3 separate regions of the Mus musculus genome follow, and all the other regions are linked to region 1. A link is a contact called in public Hi-C and promoter capture Hi-C data. All regions are on one chromosome and are shown on one strand. The core of a region is the stretch at or near the end of the contact, and the rest is flanking DNA. Distances in the headings are between cores, read along the strand shown.

Region 1 (2,700 bases), core at 47-2,546:
ACTGTAATTTCAGTATGTAGGTAGCTCTCTGCTCTAACTCTTTATGTTGAGCTGATAAGATGGAAAGCATCCCTGTCTGAGAGTTTCTGTACTGTCTAGGAATGGCTTTGAAGGTCACCCTTAATTGCTGGGAGTTCTGCCTGTATTTACGGGAGAAAGCAACAACCCCACCAGTGAGAGAAAAGAGAAACGGAAGCAATAACAACCACAGAGAGAGATGGAGAAGGCATAAGCCACAGGACAGGGTTGTTAGAGCAGTGGGTTTCAACCTTCAGTGGGTGCCAGCGTCACCAGAAAGGCTTGGAAAGAAGCCAGTCTCTCTGCTCAATCACATTCAGAGTCAGAGCTCCTGCGAATCTGCTTTTCTCTCAGTTGCCCAGTAATGCCAACACTACTGTGTCTGGGATTAGTCCTTGATTTGGCTCCTTCCCATCCCATAAGTGAGTCCTCCTGCAGGGGTCACTATCTCCCTCCTCACCTGTACATCTTCTGCCTGGACTCAAGCTCCTTCTGGCGCTGATCCTGCAGTGTAGGGTGATGGTCTTGCCAGGACACCTTTGCTGCGGGTGAGGGCGTGGATGGAAAGGATCCTCTCTTGATCTCTGGCTTCAGACTTTCTCCCTCCTACTGCTGTCAACCCACCAGTCCCCTCACCCCGGGTACACTTCTTCCACTGCAAGCTGATTGCCACCACCTCCTGCTTCTGCCAGTCCCCTCCTTCCTCCTCTGCCCTTTCCTGGTTTCCACTCCCCAAGCTTAGCCTGCGACACACTGCTGCGTGCCTCCCGCAGCCCCAGTCCCCTCACCTGCTCCCTCTCTCAGCACCAGCTCCCCCGCCCCTTCCAGCCACTGATAACAGGGGAAGTGGAGTGCAGCCCCAGGTAGCCACTCCAGCTCGAACCAGCGGCAGAACCAGGCATCAGAACGGAAAGACATAAGCGGGAGGGACACTTCCGGGGGTGCTTTGTGGACTCGCAGCATCAGCACAGTGCCTACGTCCTGGGGAAGCGTCACCTCGAAGTCTTCTTCCTAGGAGGGGTTGTTTAGTATGCTGAGGATGGTCCCCCTGGGCTGCCTTCCTCCACAGTCGCCATTGCCTGCTCCCCAAAAACTCACAGCACCGGCGCTGAACTCCTTGCCCAGATGGTCCAGAGGTACTAAGGGGCTCTCTCCGTGGGTTCCCACGATGCTGACAGACACTTTGTCCCATGTGCCAGCCCCACAGGCTTCCCCCGTGGATACTCTCACCCTGCATTTCGCCATCCTCCTGACCAGTTTAGCTCTCTACTGCAAGCTGGACTACCTGGCAGGGTGATTTAACCTCAGCGATGCCCCGCCCATCAGACCAGGTTAAGGGGAAATGTGTTCGCTACCCACTGAATTCCCCTTCAGCTTCCTTGCCATCAGGAAGAGCCTTAGAATTTAGGACAAGTAGTAGGTGGGTTGACACACTGAAACCTGGAGTCACAATGGGTGGCGCTGAGACAGGAAGTGGACTGAAGTCCACAGGGTGAGTTCCAGACCCAACTGGAATGTGGGGTACAAGTGTAAAATTTATTTACATGCTGTCTTAGCTTTAAATGTGAGTGAGGGTCCACTTCCCCATTCCTTTAACTCTTCCCACGCCACAAGGCTGCTTTCACTTCTTTAATAACTGATTTTGAGAGCCATCACTGGCCAGGACTATTAGATGCTGCCAGTGCGGGTCCAGGCAATACTCTAGCTTTGCCTGACTGTTTACTAAGGTCAAGTGCAAGGGGGAAAAGACATTCAAATGCTCTAAGCATGTATTAGAGTTTAGAGGATAATCAATGCTGGGGAAGATGTCAGTCACTGCTGATGTGAGAGCCTGAGAAGTTTGGCTCGAGAGAAAGGCCCTCAGAGACCCAGAGGTGGTGAGAGGTGAGCCCAGGGTATGTGTTTATGGGCACCAATTATTGGACTCAGTGTGTTATTAAAAGGAGGAGGATCTGAAGTTGGGAGGGACCTGAGGGAAGGTCGGGGAGAGCTGTAGGGGGGATGGGGTAGATATAGTCAAGTACATTGTGTGCATATGTGAAATTTCAAATAAGATATCAAGAATAATACTAAATATATGTTTTCAAGTGGTATGTCTAGGTAAGCTGTTTTACTGTTGGGGAATTGTCTGTGCAAAGGCCCTGAGATCACTGGAGAAGGGAAGGCAGAGCTGGAGTGAGTGAGAGGGATGTCAGAAGGAAGACAGTGACAGAGTTTGCCCTTGAGGGAAACAACAGATTTGGGAAATCCTCTTTGCTGTGCCCATTAGACATCCAAGTATAGTGGTCCCTATGGGTGCCTACCTGGAAGTCATGGCACAGGGATGTGTGTGAGCCCTAGGCTAAGAGAAGATCGCTGGAAAAGGGCAGTGGATTCAGGCTCCAAGTTGCTAAAAAATTTGAAAGTTTTGCAAAGAGGTAGAAGCAACCAAGATTATTCAGTATGTGTGTTACATCAGCTTTCTTGTTACTATCAAAGGGTGAAACCTTCGTGTTGGCTCCTAGGTTTGATGTCCTACTCCCTGGGGACTGATGTGGGATGACCCAGAGAAGAGTTATGGTGAATATATGCTAGGCTGACCTGGTTATAGACAAAGTAGCAATGACACAGTTCTCCCCACCCCCTACCACCACATTCCCCCTCCCCCTCCCCTCCTCTTCCCTACCCCCTCTCTCTATATAT
Region 2 (2,700 bases), core at 88-2,587, 270 kb after region 1:
TGCTGGGATTTGAACTTCGGACCTTTGGAAGAGCAGTCAGTGCTCTTTAACCACTGAGCCATCTCTCCAGCCCCTTTCCTTAACTTTTTAATGTTGTATCTTTCTATAGTTTGCTTTAGGGATGGCAAGATGGTGCCGAGGCCAAGGGCATTTGCTATGCCAGCATGGTGATCTGGGGTTTTGACCCCCCCAGAGCCCATGTAAATATAAAAGGTAGCTGACCACCAAGGTCCAGCCAGCTTCAGCATAGTCTGGAAGAAAAGGCCACATCCTGCTGCTAATACTGGGCAAGATATCTGAGACACCCCTACACCTTGAATGCTGTGCTGACCAAACCAAACTCCTCAAAATCAAAATTAACCAACTCGTCCTAACACTGGGTTCTTCTCCCCCATTTATAAACTGTCATTTGCCTATGGGGCCGCATCTGTCTTCTCTCCATCCAGAGGCAGTCCATTGTCCTTCCAGAGCAACTATGCTTTCCCCCTCTCCCTTGTTCCTTTTCTCTTCTCCCTCATTCTCACCCTCATCTGTCTCTGATTCCCTGCCCTTTGTCCCTCTGGGGCAAATAAATCTCCCGTGGTGCTGAGAACTTAGTCTTGCTGCTGTGTCCTGTGCTGACTCTGGTCATTCATAGCCAACTCCACAAAGCTGCCCTCTAGCCTCCACACATGTGCTATGGCAGGCATGCCCATACACATAGATCATGCACACACACTCTTTCACATGCACACATACACACACACACACTAATAATAATAATAATAAATAAAAATGCAAAGCTTGCTTTGTCTGAAAAGGGTAGTTATCACTGTAGTCAGAATACATATGCTGAATGGGTGCCTTCAAGTTTTTGAGGCAGACTCATGGCCTTTACATGTTCAGTGTCTATATGCTCTTTATGAATCAACTATGAATCAACTCAAAGTTGTCCGTTGTGTTGTTCAAATCTTCCATGACCGTAAATTTCAGTCAGCCTGGTTTACTTACTAAGAGGTTAAAACCCGCCTCTATTCTATGGGTTTATCTATTTCTCCTGACATCTCAGCCAATTTAGCTTTAGTTCTTTTGAGTCTGCATCTTAAGTACATCCAAATTCAATCTATTTTATCTTCCTGGACAATCTGAACCTTTTTTTTTTTTTTTTTTTTTATCTTGAGGTGACTTTGTATTTCCAGTAAAGCGTTTTGCCTTGAAGGCTGTGCTGTCTGTCTGTCTGTCTTGGCTTCCCCAGCTCTCTCTGGATGCGTAGCGATCTGGCAGACCTCCTCCCCTGAGACTCCCAAGCCTTTGTCCTTCAGCTTCAGGTGTGTCTCATGTAGGAGACACTCCCGAGGATTACCGTCAGGGCGGGGACTTTTCTTCCAGATGGCGTGTTTGCCCCGAGGGCGCTAACAGATTCTGTGCCTGTTGCTTACCTGGGTTTCAAGATCCTTATCACAAAGCTAACTCCAAACTCTGCTAGTTAATTAAGAGTGTCTGAATGATGGTCACATCACTTATCAATTTCTCTGTTAGACACACTCCTGAAGCCTTTGGATTTTATTTATCAATAGAGGAAGGGTTCACGCACTGAAGAGGCTTGATAGCCTTGATCTCCTCCTACTGCCTTCTGTCTCTCTGCTCACCCTGTGACTGCCATCTTGGGCTCTCTGTTGACCAACCCCTGAAGCTTTATTTAAGCTTCTCTTGAACGAATGGTATTCCTGTGTCTGCTTCTCTGCTAACTTTTCATAGTCTGTACCTACACTTTAGTGAGGCCACATTCTCTCGGCTCATGAACATATTAGAGGCTTTTTGTTTGTTTGAAATAAGCATAATTGAAAGTGTAGCTGATCTAGCCTTCTATAAGATAGGTTGGATGAGACAGAATTTGAAGTCAGAAATTATTTACCCCTGGAATTTTGAAGGCTGCTCCATTATTAGCATACTTAACATTATTGTTGAGACACAGAACAGCCTGGTTTGTGGTTGTTTTTAGTCTCTTGCCTCTTTTTTCTTTTCCTCCTTGGAAACAGCTGAAATAGTCTTCTTGTTCAATATCTAGAATTTCCCAGGGGCAGCCTGTTAAAGGACTGTTCTAGTCCACGTTTATGTGGGATTTCCTTTAGCTGTGAGCAAGGACCTCATCCCTCCATGCTCTTCTCTGTGACTTTTGAAATTGTTTGAATGTTATCTCACCTAGATTTTCCTTTAAATCCTATCTCTTCTCCCCTTTGTCTGCCATAGTCCTTTCTTAATAGCATTTCATTAGAATTTCACTTGGATAATTCTGATCATTGTTCAGGGTGGAGTCTTGGTGGCCCAGGCTGACCTGAATGCATAGAGGGGACCGGCTATCCTCCTCACCCCCAGAGTCCCTGTGTCTGCAGAGATGCCCACCACTCCCCAGCAGAGGCCATTGATGGTTTGCTTTGTATTTCCTCTCCTTGGCCTATCTATTTCTCCACCAGGCTCTTTCTTGTTTGTTCGGGTTCTTTTGTTAGGGAACCTAGGCCCTGCAGGTAACCAAGTCCTAAGCAGATAGGTATGCAAGCCAGACAAGGACAAGCCCAGCCCCAGCACACCCCCTACACACACACACACACACACACACACACACACGCACACGCACACGCACACGCACACGCACACGCACGGTGGGGTGCAGGCTGGAGGGAAGGGGGGTCAGTCTCACTGCCATCACCTTTTCTGGGTCAC
Region 3 (2,700 bases), core at 80-2,579, 350 kb after region 1:
GGTGCTGGAATTATGGGGGTGTGCTGCCACATCTAGCTGCCGCCATTATCCTGAAGATGAGTTTCTGAGCTCTGATTTGTGTGGTCTTTGGCCCAGCCCAGACTCCTGTTGCTGAGAGAGCAGGGACTGAAGGAAAGAGGCTGCGCCACACCCTAAAACCAACAGCTGCACAGTACACGGGGCTGGGATGGAACTCATAGGTAATCTTCCAGCCAGATGGTAAAGAGGGGTGATGTGACTGGTCAGAATCCCGAGGGAAAAGTCCCAAAGGACTGAAAATTTGTGGGGAGGCTTGGGATGGGGATCCTCAAGGGCAGGTTCATAAATCCCTCAGGGAAAGGAACTTTGCATAGACCCTTTTTCTCTTCTGACTCCCCTCTCAACGGTGGCTGTGCCTAGGGATCCCAGCCCCCCACATTATGCTAAATAGGTAATCAAACATCTTGCTTTGCTAATTACTGCTCAATCCGATTAAACGCCGCTGAAGCTCATCAGCAGAGGTGGAGGTAAAGGGAGGGGGGGGGCGCAGCCACAGCTGTGATGGGATGCTTGTCCCTAGGGGCTGTAGGGGACAGCTGAGAAACAACCAGAGTAGCAAGTCTAAGCACATCCCAAAGGAAAGGGACTGAGCAGTTGTACCCTGAGATCGGTCCCTTAGCCTGGGCCACCTCAACTATAGGCGTTTCTCTCCTCCCAGAGCCTTATCACCCTCAGAACCCAGGCACCCGGCCATTCCCACAGTCACCCACACACACCCCTGTCCCAGATTTAATAAGGTCTGTTCTCCCACTGTCAATATTTGATTTCTCAGAGCCATCTCCACGGAGAAGAGGGGCCTCGGTCCTTCTTCCCCCCTACCTTGGTCCTTTTGGGCCCAGTCCTAGTCCCTTTGTGCTCCCAACCTTCTCTGAACTTACTGACTTAATGAAATGATATTAAAGTCTTAAGCAACTCCAAGAAGAATGGTTGCTATGGTAAAGGGAGTGGGCAGGACGCCTGGGTCCCTGAGGGGTGTAAGGGCTGAGAGGGAGAGGGAGCCAGAAGCTAAGACCTAGAAGTCACAGCCCCCTACCCCCACCCTCCAACCCCCGTGGGTAATAGCAAACTTTGGATGAGGTGGGTGCCATACCTCTAGATCTTCGTGAGAAGCAGGGAATAAGGTGGGTGCTAGGAGAAGCTGGAAGGACAGATGTTCAAGGGGTCAGGGTCTTACCCGCCACTGGCTGACCTGAGTATCCATTAGGAGAGAGGGATCAGTGTGGGAGACGGGGCCTCTGTGCCAGCAACCGCCCTGCTGACCCTGCCCTGGACCAGTTCCGTGAGAACCAGAGTGGATTCTTCAACAACCCTGACTCATCTCTCTGCCCCCTTTCCCCACCAGCAGCCCCCCCACAGGTGATTTGTAGCTGAGGCCACCCCCCTCCAGTGGCATGAGCCAGGAAAGAGTCATTCCATGACAAGAAGAACTGAGGGCTTCCAAAGAGAACTCGGGCCAATGGGTGGAAACCGAAGCCCCACCCCGGCTCCCCACATCCATCCCCTTCTCACTCCCCTGGGGACCCTGGCCCAGCCCCAGTCCCCTTGGGGTGGTGGGAATGCAGGGACATTTGGCTGTGGCTGATTGATGAGGGAGGAGGAAGCCCGTGCGCACGAAGGCTGCTGTTTGCTGAGCACACAGATTCCTCCCCACTCACCAGCTGCTGCCCCCTGAGGCTGCTCGTGGGCACCCCCACCCCACCAGTCAGTGCCACTGGGGGAGCTGATGCCTAAGTTCCTGATAGAGAACCAGGAAACGGACTGCTTCAATTCCCTCATGAGAATCACAGCTGCCTCGAACCTGGTTGTTTTGAACTCCCTCCGGACACCTGCCCTGCCACATACGTGACTCTTGTACTCAGTAGTGGCCATTCATTCTGTGTCTTTCTTTCTTGCCCTACTTATCACCCCAAGTCCAGGCAAGCCAGTACCCTGCCTCCGAACCACCCCACATCTCTTTCCCCCGCCTGCCTGCAGACCTTGAACATCTTCCTGGGAAGGGGGAGACCCGAGTCTGTGGGTGCCCACTTTCCCGTTAGGAAGAAGCCCCACATTTCATTCTAACTTAAATCTCAGTTTGCAACATCAAACATTATCCACCAGATATTTTTATTGCAGTCTTGTGTGTTGGCTCAGCGAGTTAAGGCACCTGCTGCAAAGCCTGAGAAGCAATGTTCCATCCTGTGGAGCCACGCGGTAGAACAGACCCTGGCAACTTGGCCCCTGCCCTCTATGCGCATGCCACGGCCTGCACAAACGCTCCCTACCACACGCACATAAACACACATTTAAAAAAAAAGAAAGAAAGAAAGAAAGAAATTTCTACTGCAACTCCTTACCCCTTCTCCTATCGCTAACACTCCCCAACACAGACCATACTCTGAACAGGTGAAAGTTGTATCTCTTAAACTGCAAAGGCTAGCCAAGCCTGTGCTTCTGCAGCTCCGCCCCCAGGATGGCCAAGCTCCACCGACCTTCCTTCCACAGTTGGGAAGGGCAGCTTAGGCATCTGGGTCCCTAGCCTACTTGTTTCCCTTAGTTCTGCTCTGCTCGCCCTCGCTGGATGTGTTTCATTGTGTTGTGTATTTGAAATAGGGTTTCGCTTCATAGGTTACACTGGCCTCAAACTCACAAGCCTCTGCCCTCAACACCTCACAAGTGCTG

What was found. Promoter capture Hi-C pulls out the DNA fragments that hold promoters and counts their contacts. Hi-C and Micro-C count contacts between places; a contact is called where the count stands out from the background.
Region 2: a promoter capture Hi-C map of embryonic stem cells shows a contact between it and region 1. The contact joins the enhancer-like site here to the promoter of Alox8 in region 1. A contact is called at or near these places in 14 of 39 promoter capture datasets (the C10 cell line, the HPC-7 cell line, cranial neural crest and 9 more), 6 of 484 Hi-C or Micro-C datasets (bone marrow-derived macrophages, cortical glia, group 2 innate lymphoid cells and 2 more), 4 of 115 datasets of contacts at active chromatin or transcription factors (T-cell acute lymphoblastic leukemia, embryonic basal ganglia and embryonic stem cells) and 5 of 9 other capture datasets (adipose tissue, embryonic stem cells, liver and 2 more).
Region 3: a contact with region 1 is called in a Hi-C map of bone marrow-derived macrophages, with 22 read pairs. The contact joins the promoter of Dnah2 here to the promoter of Alox8 in region 1. A contact is called at or near these places in 17 of 39 promoter capture datasets (the 3T3-L1 cell line, cranial neural crest, embryonic stem cells and 11 more), 1 of 15 datasets of contacts at CTCF or cohesin (large pre-B cells), 3 of 484 Hi-C or Micro-C datasets (bone marrow-derived macrophages, group 2 innate lymphoid cells and uterus), 4 of 115 datasets of contacts at active chromatin or transcription factors (bone marrow-derived macrophages, embryonic basal ganglia, embryonic forebrain and 1 more) and 3 of 9 other capture datasets (adipose tissue, macrophages and pancreatic islet).

What each region holds. Positions count from the first base shown.
Region 1 is chr11:69,196,547-69,199,246 of GRCm38.p6, forward strand. Alox8 (arachidonate 8-lipoxygenase) reads right to left here and starts at 1,297. Exons shown (of 14, transcript NM_009661.4): 1 at 1,117-1,297; 2 at 807-1,029; 3 at 479-560. The coding sequence starts at 1,263.
Region 2 is chr11:69,468,139-69,470,838 of GRCm38.p6, forward strand. The region is part of intron 39 of Dnah2 (dynein, axonemal, heavy chain 2); the gene reads right to left. Among named protein-coding and RNA genes, the nearest start is that of Kdm6b, 53 kb to the left of the region's middle. Within about 2 kb of position 1,338, at least 16 of the 459 cell types and tissues checked have an H3K27ac peak or open chromatin away from gene starts, as enhancers often do. A contact at or near this core is called in embryonic stem cells, where this site is marked.
Region 3 is chr11:69,547,779-69,550,478 of GRCm38.p6, forward strand. It overlaps Dnah2 (dynein, axonemal, heavy chain 2), which reads right to left and starts at 1,330. Exons shown (of 86, transcript NM_001081330.1): 1 at 1,214-1,330.